Regions from separate parts of the Mus musculus genome. Here region 2 is linked to region 1. Evidence: chromatin contacts called from public HiChIP or PLAC-seq data. All regions are on one chromosome and are shown on one strand. Each heading gives the region's core, a stretch centred on a gene start, on an enhancer-like site or on the middle of the called end of the contact. The rest is flanking DNA. Distances are from core to core; before and after follow the strand shown. Region 1 overlaps Wdr72 (WD repeat domain 72). Region 2 has its middle 44 kb from the start of Fam214a.

Region 1 (7,662 bases), core at 3,599-6,098:
AAAAAATAATAAAATCACAAGTGTAGGAGGCATCTCTAAACAGACCTGCTCCCCCACCCCCACCCCTGATGCTCTCTGCCTTCTCTGGAGGAAGAAGAGACAAACTGAAGGGCAGCAGACTCACTTTCATCACTGGCTTGTGTGCAACAGGGAGGGAAAAAATGTGGTGCAAGAGTCAAGGCTAAGAGACAACTGAACCTCGGGAAAACATATTTGTCCAGGAAGAGCTAGGAGTAAGAGACTAACTCCTGCCAACTTCAGGAAAGATGCCTGTGTCCCTGAGATCCCCACCCGCAGGTGCTCATACCTGCTGGTACCACACAGCTCCTTAGCTGCTGCTGTGATTTCTAGAAGGCAGACAGATGCCTGTGTTTTATCAACCTGGGCTAGACGCAATGGTGGAGGCATAGGCTTGGTTACAGCCAGACAAGGTGGAAGTGATTCTCAGCAGGTATGTCTGATTTGAGCTTTGGATGTAGCTGTTATCCTTCTGTGGATGTCCTCACTCCACTCCCAGCCCCATCCCTAGCCTCATGCCCTGTGTGTGTTTCCTCACAGGCTTCTGTTTTTGTGTAAACACGCAGGGCCTTTCTCCTCAGGCACAGGCACAGGCACAGGCACGCTGTTGGTGATTGGTGAGCGGCTTAGTCTCTCTCATGGAAATCCCTGCAATGTAGCAAAGTCTCTGGCACCCTGAGCTGAGGGTTTTTAGTAAGTATTTTGAAGCAAATGCAAACAAATTTAGGTAAGGAGGAAGCAGAGAGAAGAGAGGCCAGTTGGAGAGAAAAAGTAAGGATTAATAAGGTAGGCACTGAGGTAGCAGAAAGTGAAAAGGTATAAAAACAAGGAAGTTGTTATAGGAGATTAGCACGGCACACTTAGAAAAAATAAAGTAAGGCAAAACTGGGGAGTATTGAAATGGCAGAGGTCGCTCACATAGTGAAAGACTTTGCTTTGCTTTTTAAACGACACTAAACAAATGATGTTAGGGCATATGGGATGTCCTTTGTGTTGGTAGAATTTCAACACACTTTTACTTTTTAAAGTATGCATTTATGGGTATATTCATGAAAATGCAGGTTCCCAGAGAGTCCAGAAGAGGGCACTGGATCCTCAGGAACTAAATTATAGTTTGTAATTATAATTTACTAAATTATATGAGCTGTCTAACGTAGGTACTAGGAATCAAACTTGGATCCTGTGCAAGAGCAGTACCTGCTCCAACCACTGAACCATCCCTTCAGTCCCTGCAGTGGGATTTGAAAGAGGCAGAGGGAGCTCAGCACAGTGGCCAAAGATTACCCTTGTAATCCCAGCATCTGGGAGGTGGAGGCAGGAGGATCAGAGGATCCGGATCATCATCAGCTGTATAGGTCAGCGTGAACTATGAGAGGTTCTGGATCATTCACAGCTGAAGGTCAGCCTGAGCTATGAGTGACACTGTCAAGAAACTAGGCTGAAATGAATGCTGAAGTAATAATTCACTGTTACAGTGCATGGCAGCCACGTGTCCAGTAGCACACAATAAACATATATGTGTTAGTGGATGCTAGTATATTGGACATTTTCAAAAATGAAACCAGCATATGCAATACCATGATTCTGGGGACATTTATCATTCCCCAGGGTACGCTTATATAATACACTGTATTTATTTATTTATTTAAATATAAATGACAGTTTTTTCCATGCAGAGTTGTGGCGTCAAGGGGAGGAGCAGCATTGGCATGATGTTGACCCCACTTTGCTGATGGACAGGAACATGTCAGAGGAGGAGATCCCCTCAGCAAACAGGAAACAGAGATTTATTAGATTTATTCTTACACAGATTAGTTTGATATTTTCCATGTGTTAACCTAAGCAAATATACTAGGCAAGTTGTTTTCCGTATTGTTCTTGGATATGAGAAAAAAGCCATCTGACTCACCGCTGGAATAGGTTTGTAGAATTCACAGGCACAAAAAACAACTGCTTTGCTAACAACACAAGTGCGTATTTAAAGTTAACCACAAGGTGACTCAGTCGTAACGACATTGAGAGCAGAGAGTTTGTTTTTCCTCTTTCCTGGTTCTCTGCAGCCCAGCCCAACAATTGCATATGTTTAGCCCTCAATAAGTATTTGTTTGATTTAATTGAGAATGAATATAGGGCTGGAGACAAGGCTGGGGGTTCACATCCATTGGCTTAACAGTGCCTCTGTGACTTCAACTACAGATTTGATGCCCTCTTCTGGCTTCTGTGGGCACTGCACTCATGTGCTTATCTCATGTGCACATAATTAAAACATAATGAAATAGATCTTTTAAAAATGGACTAGATGGTTGCCTCAGAATAAACTTTTCTTTTGGTTTAAAAAAAAATGGACTAGATGGTTTTAAGTTTAAAAAATGGCTTTCAGTATAAATCTTCGAATAGTTAAGTGTAGCACAATCTAAAACAAAGCTACACAACAACAACAACAATAACAACAAGTCCTGAAGAAAACAAAATGCCTTTTAAGGTCTAACCCTGAGGTTTTAAACGAGGGGACTATAGTTCTCTGAATTGTTCCCAGACTGAATAGATGTGAAATAGTGTGCCACTCACAAAAGGCTCCCTTGAGCTTCTCGAGTTTCTTTTCCCACGCTAACGCCCATCTCTCTAACAATGACTGCATGAAACATACTTGGCTGTTTAGTTTGTTAGTGCTGTGGCTACACAGCTTAACACGAAGCAGGGGGAATGTGCAGGTACTATGTGAGAGCATGCGGGTGCAGCTGGGAACTACGCTGGAATCTTCAGCTGTCCAACAGTTGGGGGCTATTCCTTGGTTGAGTTGCTTTCTTATATGGTCTGGGTCATGAGTATTGTAGTCACAGAGATTAATGTACATTATCTGCTTAATTCCTTCCTTGATCTCTGAGTGATTTTTAATGTTGCTGTGACCTACTAAGGTAATAATGTCTCCTGAAACATTACTATTATTTCTTAAAGATTTTCCAGTTTGCAGGAGGCATACAGTTGTTTGTTTTTGACGTGTTTTATTGAAAATAAGAATTTTTTTCAGATAATATATTTTGATTCCAGTTTCAAGTCTCTGTACTCCTCTCAGACTCTCGCATCCAGATCCACACCCGTTTTATTTCTCTTAAAAAAAAAAAAACCAAACAAACAGACATCTAAGGAATAGTAATAAAAGAAAAGAAGGTTAGAACAGGACAAATCAGCCAAACAAGAAAACACACAAGAAACACATAGAGAGGCAGAGACACACATGGCTACACACGGGAATCTCATAAAAACCTAACCAAGGGGGATCGTTTCATCTTCTGAAATTTTCCTCAGTTTTTTTTTTCTTTAATGCCTTCAAGTTTGATTGTATAAGTCTTTCATTGGCTTCGTTTTACTTACCCCAAGATATTTTATGTTTTTGAGGCTATTGGGAAAGGTGTTGTTTCTCAATCTGTTTGCCATTTGTATACAGGAAAACTACCCTTTTTGTGTGTTAGTTTTGGATCTAGCTACTTAGCTGAAAACATGAGTCAGATGTAGGGGTTTCCTGGTGAAAATTATAGGGTCACTTACTACACTAGCATATGAGGATACTCTGACTTCTTGTGTGTGTGTGTGTATATACTTCCTATTTGTGTTCCCTGGATATCTTTCTGTTGTCTTATCGATCTTGTTGAGACTTCAAGTATTACCCTGAATCAGTATGGAGAGAGTGGGCAACCTTGTCTTGTTCCTAATCTTAGCAGAATGGCTTTTGAGTTTCTCTCTATTTAAGTTGATGTTGGCTACAGGCTTGCTGTAAATTGCTTTTATTATGTCTTAAAGTTTTCTAAGTGGCAGCTAATCATTTACTCGTATTGGCAAGGAGCTTGGCTTTAATGTTGGCTAAGGGTTAATTTGGGGGTAGTTATGCTTCTGAGAGTAGAGGGCAGGATCTTGCTTCTGAGGGTAGAACTCAGGAGTGTGTGTGTGTGTGTGTTATATTATTCTTATTTGCCTTGGACATCCTTCAACTCAGTAAATTCATTTACTATTGTTGTCTTGCCTTATCTAAGATTCGGGCAGGTTTTGGAAGACACACTTCTGTGGGTACCATGTCAAGTACACAGGAGATCTCAGGTTCCCATGGGTCCAGGTTGCTTCATACCCTCTGTGGTTAAGGTTGTTGTGACATGGCAGGTTCCATGCAGCCGACAGGGCTGTGTAGATGCTCTTTCTGTTGCTTTCTTTAGTTTGCTTTGCTTCGTTTTCCAGTATGAAACTGGACTTTGCCACCAACCAGCCAGTTGTATGACAGTACCAGCCTATTTCTTCCTGGTGCACATCTCTGGTCTTTTGAGGTTTATAAAGGCAATTCATGCCCAATAAACAGAATGATGTTTTTAAGATAAAAATTGTCATATTGTAATTAACTCACAAATAAAAACATCCCACTGATAGATAAAGGGAGCCACCCAAACACTTCCCAAGTTCCAAACTCTGAACAGATAAAATGGCCTTACTGGATTCATGGAATTCCAGACTTTAGCTAACAATTACTGTTTTATTCACTTATCTGTCACAAGGGGAGTAGGTAAGGGTGACGATTGAAACTAGAATAAATAATTACCTTTATATCCACTTTCATGATTCTTGTGAACCCAGACCCATTTAAAGAGTTCAATTCAATGGATTTTAATACTGCAATTCCCTTAATCTCCAAGTAAACTCAAAATGTATAAACAAAACTCTCTCTGGCTTAAGGCTGAGCAGCCTATCCCTTTTGATAACTTAAACAAAAGACTCTTTCTTGAAGTGATTCATGCAGGTCCCTTCCCACAGGTCCCTTCCCGTGGCTGTGGTTTTAGAGGGGCTCAGTGCTGTTCCCCGTCACTTAGCAGAGACACTCCCAGAAGCCGCACTGGTCAGACTCCAGATCACATCATCACTGATGCAATCTTTCCAATCACAGACGTTTTCCCTTGCTCAGGAGGCTATTATGAAAATTCATACCTTGTGCCACAGGACTTACTCTGATAATTATTTTTCTTGCCTGTCCTCAGCCAAAGGGTCTGGACTGCTCTGTCTGTGCGTCTGGGTGTGTCCCCAAACAAAGCCATTTATGATTAAGTTAGCAACCCCAGGGTCCAGTAGACACCAATAGCAGAACCAGCTGTCCATCATGCTAATCACTATGCTGGTCTCAAGTAGGTCAGAAAGGAGAGGACAGATTCTGAGGAAAAATGATAACAGCCATTCCTTGGGACTGCCTGGCACTGTCTTTATAGAGAAAGAGTTAGGAGAGTCCAACTTTAAGAGCAGTGAATGCTGTATGAAAATTATACTAAATAAAGGGTCCAGTTGCTTGGCTTGATCTCTCTCTCTCTCTCTCTCTCTCTCTCTCTCTCTCTCTCTCTCTCTCCCTATCCCCCTTCCTTCCTTCCTTCCTTCCTTCCTTCCTTCCTTCCTTCCTTCCTTCCTTCCTTCCTTCCTTCCTTCCTTCCTTCCTTCCTTTCGATTACAAAGGAGTTTTCCTGGGTTGATCAGTAAGGCTTTCTGATGAGAAAGTCTGGGTCCTGTGCATTCTGTAGCGTTTGCTAGGAGACTTGGTTTTGGTTCTGGCTCAGCTGCTCTTTACCAGGGTTGCCTTTACTAAGTGACTAACTTTTCTGAAGTTTGATTTTTCTCATCTGGAGAAATGGAAGAGGTGCTTGTACCTCCAACATTGCTGTCTTTAGCTCAGGATTATCAGAGGCCCCCAGAGACTTGGGAAACAGAGTTACATTTCACCTGTAAGCAAACAATAAATACTTTATAAACATGTTCCACATAAAGAGTAGCAACACTTTTTTAGCGTTAGCACTTTCAGGGTTTTGAATAAGTCAAATTAGTGGTTGATTTTAAAGGTCAACTTGTCACAACCTAGAATTGCCTAAGAAACTTCAGCTGAGAAACTTTCTAGATCAGGCTGGTCTACGGACATGTATGTAGGGGATTGTCTGGATTATTAACTGGTGAAGAAAGGCCTGATCCACTGTGGGTGGCATCATTCTCTAGGCAGGCATCCTGAGCTGTATGAGATAGGAGAAAGTTAGACAAGAGCAAGCAGGCAGAAGACAGTCTGGGTGCATTTGTTTCTCCTTGTTCTTGACTGTGGCCTTGACTTCCCCTCAATGATGAACTGCAACTTGGTATTGTAAGCCAAATCAATTATTTTCTTCCACACATTACTTTTGGCTAGGATGTTTTATGAAAGCAAAAAAACTAGAAAACAATACTTTCATGAAAAAAGTTGTTTATCTGAAATTTACTTTTAACTAGTTAGCTTGTGATTTTATTTACTAAACATGGCAGGCGTAATTTTCTCCCCAATTGATTAGAATACCATCATAGAACTTAAGCGTAATGATAATGAATTGGATGATGTCATGGATAAATGTCCTGGATATGCCCACAATGCCTCTTAGAAATAAGTAGCGGTGACAAAAGTAAACACAGGGACTCTACTACTGGCAAAGCTATCGTTAGTCAGCTATGACACATCCCCCAGCCACAGAGAAAGTCCTAGTGATCCCTTGCCTTTGTCATTTATTCAGTAGACATACTGAGAACCTACTGTAAGTGAGGCAGACAATGAATCGTCTACATAGAAACAATGAACCTAATATCAATTTTCAAAGGTAAATTTTTCCAATTTTATGGATAAGAAAAGCAAGGCTCCAAGGTTAGTTCCTCACCCCTGAGACAGAAGAGGAAGGGATGGAGATGAGTGTGACTCATCCTATTATATCTTCTAGCTTCTTTTTCTTTCTCAAGAAAACATGTTTTCATTGAAAATGAGAGAGATGATGATGTCCTAAGTACACACCCGCTATGTCTGTTCTTTTTGGTGAGATACAGGTGGGGTGGGGGTGGGGGTGGGGGTGGGGGCGGGGCTGAAGTGATCACCTTCCTCTGAATGCATTCTCCCAGACCAGGAGAAGCTTTATCATTTCTGCTGTACTTCTTCATTAGCATGATGAGCGTTTACCTCCATAATTCTATCTTTTATTTTTGTGAATGCTCATGTGTGTGTGTGTGTATGTGTGTGTGTATGTATGGGTGTGTGTGAGCACATGTGCATATGTATGTGTACATGTGAATGTGTGTGTGTGTGTGTGCATGCATGTGTGTGTGTGTTCACATATGTGTGCTGGTACACGGAACCTGGAGCAGAGAGTCAGATCCCCTGGAACTGACACAAGTGCTTGTGAGCTGATCAACTTGGATTCAAAGAACCGAAAATGGGTTCTCTGGAAAAGGGCAAGTGCTCTTAACCACTAAGCCACGTTTCTTCCTCTTAACCACCAAGCCACGTTTCTAGCTCTCAACCACTACATCTTAAAGTCTCTTCCCCATTGTCTAGATCGGATATCAATACTTAAGAAATATTTAGCTGCCTGGAGAGATGGCTCTTAAAGAGTAGGCTCACAACTAAAAGAATGAGAAATATTTAGTGAATGTCAGGCAAGGTGCTAGGGTGAGGACAGGGCAGTGACTCACAGTTTCCCAGGTGTTTCCTGCTTGATGGCAGAGACCAGCTTTGCAACCACTGGGAGGTACCCATTGTAGAGGCACCCATTGTTAGAATAAGCCAGCACTGCTATTTAAACCTTTCAATACGTTTTACTTAAAGTCACTCTGAGCATGGGC
Region 2 (7,662 bases), core at 2,473-4,972, 790 kb after region 1:
CTGGGAAGCCAAACAATGTGTTTAAAACACCCAGGCTATCTGGGTACGAGGGTACACACACCTGTATCCTAAGATCGGACAGTGACCCGGGGGGCGGGGGATGGGGTTGGCTGTGAGTTCAAGGCTAGGCTGGGATGCATGGCAAAACACTGTCTTAATGCTCACCACAGACACACACACCAAAAGCAAGCAAGCTACCAAGTGTCCACTGAAGGACTTAACCTTAATCTAGCTAGGACCTTGGATAGGCACATTTTGCTCACAAAGCAAGAACCCCTTTAACTATGAAGGAGGTGTGTGGCTATTAGGACACATGCTTTCCAACACTGAGCGCCAAGGAGTCCTCGTCAAGCTGGGTTGTGCCAGCCGGGCTGAACTCCAGGGAGGACTAAGCCATAGGTGTGTTTATCATTCCTATCGGTGCTCAGAACAGAACCCAGGGCCCCCCTCGCACACGCTGAGCAAATGCTCCTACCACTGGGCAACACTGCCAGCCCTAAAGTATACTTTAATAATATTGCAGGTGTTGCCTTCCCTGCACAGAGATCCTTCTGTTTCTCATTTTTTTTTTCTACCCTGCCCAGCCAACCTTGTTCTTTCCCTTCATGGAAGTGGAAGGGCGATGGTGCCGAAATGTAAGCCCAAAGTCTCTGCTATGTCCCAAGCTTCTCCCAGAGTGACCTCCATCACCAAGCCTCAAACCAAACAAACAGAAACGGAAACCTATTTAAAGACATCCTTTCTGCCACTCCTAATCCACAGCCTGCTGCTAACTGGTGGAGGGGCATCCCTGCCTGCTCCCAGAGCAACACTGGAATACCCAGCTATTTCTCACCTGCTTCCTAGCAGTGTGGGACACCCAGTCCTCTCTGAGTGAACAGAACCCAGACGGTCTGCGGCTCAAACGTAGGAGATGTGAGGGTAGATTGGGGATTTCTTTTCGCTTGTATTGGTTTTGTTTGAGGCAGTCTCACTATGGAAGCTAAGATGGAACTTAACTAGGCAGCCCGAGATGGCTTCCAATTTTGCCTCTTCCTGCCTGAGCCTCACAGTGAGTGCTAGGATTTCAGGTGTGCTCTACCTCAGCCAAGCACAGATGAGCTTTTTGGAGTTGACTTCATCCGTAGTTTCTTGGTTCCTGTTGAGAACATCCAAGGCCACTGTCTGTGAATCTCAAGGTTTATTCCAAACTGCACAATCCAAGAAGTCAAGGCCAAGTTTATACATTCTCCCTCCTGAGGCTCTCCGGAGGGGTTAAAGGCATAGCTCTGAGGTCTGTGTGGCTGGAGGAACTAAAGACTCTAGAGAGAGACTTCAACTGCCCTCCCACCCTCGGGTGAGTCCTCTGATAATATTAACACAGAGCTTCCTGCTACCTCTGAAGTGGGTCCCTGAACTTGGGAGGCCTGGAACACATGATGCAAACAAGGGTGTGCCTGTCTCTTGCTGCAGAGTGCCTTGCCATAGCTCCGGTGAGTGTGAGAGGATGTGGGTCAGAGGCCTCTCCAGACTGTGGTGCAAGAAGCCTCCTGTAACACAGGTCCTGCCTACACTAGCCAGCCGACTGAGCAGAACTCAGCCACTCACAGAGGCAGCACAGGAGAGCTGTGTGTGTGTGTGTGTGTGTGTGTGTGTGTGTGTGTCCGTCCACAAACACTTTAGTTTGCTCTTCTTTTCTCCCCATGAATCTGGCCCCACTTGTGACTATTAACACCTGCTTTCAGGTCGCCAGAACAAGAATAAAACTGCAGCACAGCCACGCGTACCCTGGTCTTGTCGCCTTCCTTTTAAAGGCTGAAAATTCCAGGGAAAGGGAGAGAAAGTTGGTTTTTAAACTCGGTTCACATTTTAAAAAATAAAAATAAAAACACGTTTCTGGAGTCGAAATAACATCTTTCATAGTTAACCAAATTAACTTGTGCATTTATATCCTCGATACTATATAATTTGCAGTAAATGTTAAAATTTCCCAAATTGTCCCTAAAAATGCTCTTTATAGTGAGATTGTGGGAAGTAGTATCCAGTATAAGACCATACAATGTGCCTGCTTTTTATAGACCTGAAACCTTCATGTCTTTCTCAAGCCACTAAACTCCTCTTAGTCATGTTCTGACTCCTTGAAGACGGGGTCACCTGTCCCAAAGGATGCCAGGTCACTTGGTTGTGTCCAGCACTTTTTCTACTGATTTTCTGCAAGCTGGAAGTTGTATCTCCGTATCCAGATTAAATATTCTGAGGTGTTAGGATTTTAAGCTTTTAGACAGGATCTTATTACCCCACGCTGGGGAAACTCACCATACAGCCAAGGTTGAACTTGAATGTCTGATCCTCCTGCCTCCACCTCCTGAGAGCTAGGATTACAGGTGTGCTTGTTACTCCTGGTTTCTAGTGACGAAGCCTCATCCTCAGCCACTCTAAGAAAAAGTGCTACACAGAAGAGTTGACTTCTGTAAATGATGAACACCTAAGTCACATAGAGTGTCACGCATGCATATACTGCTCAGTGAGACTACATTCATCTTCCTCCTGGGAAACACAGATCCCACTCTGTGTCACACAGAGAGGGGGCTACTTGTAACTGTGTGTAGAATATGGCAATTTGGGAGAAATCTATACAAAAGCTACCAGGATATTTAAAGCCATCACCAAGTGTCCTCCTGCTTTTTCTTTGACTCAGCTCTCTCTCTTTCTCTCTCTGTGTGTGTGTGTGTGTGTGTGTGTGTGTGTGTGTATGTGTGTCATGCCTGCTTGCCTGTCTGCCTGCCTGTCAGTCTGTTGTGTATGTGTGTCCATCTACTTGTGTCTGCTTATATCTATGTGTCTGTGTGTGTATCTATATCTGCCTACTTACCTGTCTGTCAGTCTGTTTGTGTGTGTGTGACTATCTACTTATGTGTGTGTCTGCCTACTTGTGTCTATGTTTCTGTCTTCTTGGAACTGCTTGTGTGTATGTGTGTGTCTGTATGTGTGTGTCTGTGTAGATATTTGTGTGTCTGTCTGCTTGTGTGTCTCTGTGTGTACCTGCTTGTGTGTGTGTATTTGTCTGTGTGTGTCTGCTTTTGTGTGTGTATTTGTCTGTGTGTGTCTGCTTTTGTGTGTGTGTCTGCTTGAGTGTCTCTGTGTGTGTGTGTGTGTGTGTGTGTATTTGTGTATGTGTGCCTGTGTTAGGAGGTGTGCTCATGAACCTTTTTTTTTTTTTTTTTAGTACTGGAGATTGAAACACATGCTAAGATACTAGTCTGCTGTGAGCTACAGCCCCAGCCTTAGGGTCTACTTTTTGACCCTCAGCCTTAACTCTACTCTTAGTATGCTCCTGGGCCAACCTTTCTGGTGACCACAAACCTGTGACAGATCCAGATGGGAGAGAACAAAGATAGGTGAGGCCGGATTCTCCAGGTCTTCAACAGCTATGAATGCCTTTCCTCTTTGGGTGGTGCTGGGGACAAAACCCAGGACCGTGTACACGCTGAGCACACGCTCTGCCACTGAGCCACACACATGGCCTCAATAGCCTCTAATTGAACCTGAAGCTTATTATGAACCCAGTTGGAAACATTTGCCCAGGTTTTAGGGAGCAAACACTCTGTTCTGTGAGCTTGTATCTAATACACATCACCTTAGTGACCTGCTCACGCCACCGAAGCTCAGCACCTTGGAATACAAAGGCTGGAAACCCCCTTTGTTTTCCAGTGTGTGGGGCACGAGCCTCTGACTCATCCTGGAGCCCAGCCAGCCTCTGAGTGCTGCAGGGTGAGCAGGGAACCGGGCAATGCCGGAGTCCCCAAGCACAAGGATCTTCCGACCAAACGAAGCTTCGAAAGCAAACAAATAAATAAAGGGGGTGGAGGCAGGTGCAGGGACACTTGGGACGTACTCACGTCAGCTAAAAGGCAAGGGCAATGCCAGCGGGCGGGCGGGCAGGCGCTGTGCGTGTGCCTGAACGCCTGTAGAACATCTTTGCTTGTGACCTTGGGGGTGACTGTGAGCAAGGTGCTTGTCCTGCCAGCATGAGGACCTGCGTTTGGATCTCTCACAAAAAGCCAACGAGGTGGCCCATGCGTATAAATCCCAGGGCTGGCCAAGCAGAAAGAGTAGGCTCTTTGGGGGCTTGCTTGCTAACCACCTACTTCAGCCTATCCGTGAGCTCCAGGTTTGGTGAACAGCCTCGTCTCAAAGAATCCGCCGAAAGGGCTGGAGAGATGGCTCAGGAGTTAAGAGCACTTGCTGGTCTTCCAAAGGGGTTCAGTTTCTTTCCCCCACATCTGGGTGCTCACAACCTCCTGTGGCTCCAGCTTCAGAGGGTTCGGTGCCCTCTCCTGGCCTCTAAAATTGCTACACCTCTGTCTCTCTGTCTCTCTCTCTTTCTCTCTGACTCACTCTCTCTCTCTCTCTCTCTCTCTCTCTCTGTGTGTGTGTGTGTGTGTGTGTGTGTGTGTGTGTGTGTGTGTGTGTGTGTGTGTTTTAGGAAATGGTCTCTTCTCAACCAAGCTGGCCTTGAACTCACTAACTGACCAAGAATGGCATTGACCTTCCTGCCTTCACCTCTAGAGACTAAACCCGAGGTTTTGTGCAAGCTGGCAAATACTCTACCAATTGAGCTATTATATCCTCAGCCCCCTGGGAGTCCTGGAGATACTTCCTTTAACTTGTTTCTGACACAGAAGTAGAGTTGGGGCAGCTAACCTCATTCATGTCCCTGTAGGAAAGGAACAGGAAAGTTACCTCCATATCAGCTGCCTCAGCTCGATGAGGAAGAGATACCAGATATATATAGGCCTATTACCAAAAACCAGAATGGCAGGTCAGCTATTTAGGGCTTCTTAAGGTGTGCATTAGTCATAAGGCTGGCTGGCACGTGTCTGGGACAAACCAATTCAACAGGAAATTGATCCCATTGCAGTACAATGGGCGTATTCGGAAGCAGGTGTACTACACACAAATGATCTCTGGAAATTGGGGGAGGGTGGTTTTTCTTCCCAAGGCAGAGTGAAGAATCGGGGCAGGGTGGCACAAGCCTATAATCCTAGCATTTAGGAGATGGAGGCAGGAGGACCAGGAATTCAAGGCCAGTCTTGGCTACATAGTGAACTGGAGGCCAGCCTGGCCTACATGAGACCTTGTCTCAAAAAACAGAGAGTGTTGGTCCAGAGACATGGCTCAGTGGTTAAGAGCACTCACTGGCTGCTCTTCTAGAGGTCCTGAGTTCAATTCCCAGCAACCACATGGTAGCTCACAACCATCTGTAATGGGATCTGATGCCCTCTTCTGGTGTGTCTGAAGACAGCTACGGTGTACTCACATACATAAAATAAATAAATCTAAAAACAAACAAACCACAGAAAGTGAAAGAATAATGACTTAACATTGTCTTTTTCCTTTGAGACAGGGTCTCACTGTGTTGCCTAGGCTGGCCTTGAACTCCTGAACTAAGATGCTCTTCCCAGCCCTAGCCTCCAGAGTAGCTGGGATTGTAGGTGTGACCCACCACCCTCAGATTTGGTACAAAAATATCAAGCAAGTATGCTATCTCCACAAACCTCCCTCAGCCTGTGTGCGGGACTAGGACATCATGCTAGTTTCTTCCCAGTTAGTGGTCATTGTATTTACCCTTAAGAGAAAAGCAGGGAATGGCTTTGGTTCAAAAGAAATAATCATAAAACTAATTCTGATTACAACATGATATGACCTTTTAACTCGCAGTGCTCTCTTTCTCTCCCTCTCTCTCTCTCTCTCTCTCTCTCTCTGTGTGTGTGTGTGTGTGTGTGTGTGTGTGTGTGTGTGTGTGGCATGCAGATGCCAACAGAGACCAGAAGAGATCATTGGATCCCCTGGAGCTGGAGTTAACATGGCTGTGAGCCATGTGGCTTGGGTGTTGGGAACCTAACTGCTCTGCCAGTCCAGGCCCTGGCTCTTTCGATGTAGCCCTGGCTGCTGCCCTGAGATCTTAACTCCTTCTGCCTCCACCTCTCCCCTAGCTGAAGTTTCAGGCCTGTGCCACCACACTCTGCCTGTTAAAGGCCTTTCAGAAAACACCCTATTCAAGAGTCTAAATCAAGCCGGGCGTGATGGTACACACCTTTAATCCCAGCACTCAGGAAACAGAGGCAAGCGGATCTCTGGGGATTCAAGGCCAAGCTGTGGCTACCGCACAGAGAAACCCTGTCTTGGAAAACAAACAAAAGAGTCATATTTTTTCAGCAATGAATTATGTTTGGAGTTCACCACTGGTCTAAGAACAAGCTGAGCCCTCAGAAATCTTTCAGACGGGACAAGCTGAGGGCTGGCTTCTGTATGAGAGCTAGTGTCTGTCCATTCTCAGTACCCTCCAGGAAGCCCCTCAGGCTGGAGGGGAGGAGAGCTGTTTCCAGATTCCCAAGTCCTCTCAGCCACAGGCTGGCTGCCTTCTTTATGACTCCATTCCTGTCTGCCCACTCCCCCGGCTTCCTGCCTACTCAGCCTTCTCCCCAGCTGTGTTTTATCTGATAGCTTGTTAGAAATGCAGCCCAAAGTCATAGGACTCCTATGACCAGAGGCTACATGGCTACTGAACCTTTGAATCTGTCACTTAGGTCCCCTGTTCATTCCTTCAACAGCATGAAGTGACTCATTTGTCAGAACCCATAACAGAGTTCAGCTACTTTGGCTTTTATTTTAAAGTTTATGCAATATTTATATACAATTTTAAATATCATTACTATATAAAATATATATCATATAATATATACATAGTATATTGACTCACAACCAATATATATATATATATATATATATATATGAAAGAGAGGGAGTATCTTATGGAGGCTGACTTGAACTCTCTGTGTAGTCAAGGGTAACCTTGAACTTTGGAATCCACCTGCCTTTACCTCTCAAGGGCTGGGATTCTAACCAGGTATCACCACCCCTGGTTAGGCCGCACTGAGAATTGATTGAGCCAAGGGTTTTGTGCAGGCGAGGCGCTACCAACTGAGCTCCACCCCCAGCCCCTGGTCTTAGCACTTTTAAAAAATCAGAATTCATCTTCAGACCAAGTCGCCATCCTGGGAGCGACTGCAAGGTCTGAACACCTGTTGCCCTCCAGGCTCAACTAGACAATCTCCGTCCTTCTGTGCGGCTTCTTAATTGGAAGTAAACCTGGAAACCATTGCCAGACAGCCCGTGTGAGTCACAACAGGTGGCTGTGTGCTTTCCTTTCCGGGTGAGACGAGAACTTTAGTTTCTGTCCCCTCTGCTGTGTCTCAGGAAGATCAGGGCTGGTGAATAATTCAGGATTATCCGCCTCATCCATGAGATCATTTCCTTCAGAATGGAAGGTGCTTTCTTCACCTCTTCAGAGACTTTCTAAATCAGGCCTGAGACGGAATCATTTTGTTGTTGAAACACACTTAGACCACTTAGTAACCACAGCCTACCCCGTGGTCTTGTTTGACGCAATGTTGACAAGCAACAGATGTCTGGTTGTTAAACGTGAAGGCGACACACACTGCAGCTGGCATTGCCTTATGGGCTGTGTGAGAGGCATTGTGAGAGTCGACCTCTGTTTTCACGGCTTTCTCAGGAACAGTTGGTCCCTGGTTCTTGGAAAGCCTGAGTGGTAACAAATAGCATTTGTACAGGTCTAAGGGCGTAAGGAAAGACAGAGCCCGCTGGGGAAGGTTGCTCAGG

What was found. HiChIP or PLAC-seq counts read pairs in DNA pulled down with a chosen protein or histone mark.
Region 2: a FOXA1 HiChIP or PLAC-seq map of pancreatic cancer cells shows a contact between it and region 1. The contact joins two enhancer-like sites. A contact is called at or near these places in 2 of 39 promoter capture datasets (cranial neural crest and embryonic stem cells) and 1 of 115 datasets of contacts at active chromatin or transcription factors (pancreatic cancer cells).

Annotation. Positions count from the first base shown.
Region 1 is chr9:74,118,278-74,125,939 of GRCm38.p6, forward strand. All of the region lies in intron 1 of Wdr72 (WD repeat domain 72), which reads left to right. Among named protein-coding and RNA genes, the nearest start is that of Wdr72, 12 kb to the left of the region's middle. Within about 2 kb of position 4,849, at least 16 of the 459 cell types and tissues checked have an H3K27ac peak or open chromatin away from gene starts, as enhancers often do. A contact at or near this core is called in pancreatic cancer cells, where this site is marked.
Region 2 is chr9:74,905,704-74,913,365 of GRCm38.p6, forward strand. No RefSeq gene overlaps it. Among named protein-coding and RNA genes, the nearest start is that of Fam214a, 44 kb to the right of the region's middle. Within about 2 kb of position 3,723, at least 81 of the 459 cell types and tissues checked have an H3K27ac peak or open chromatin away from gene starts, as enhancers often do. A contact at or near this core is called in pancreatic cancer cells, where this site is marked.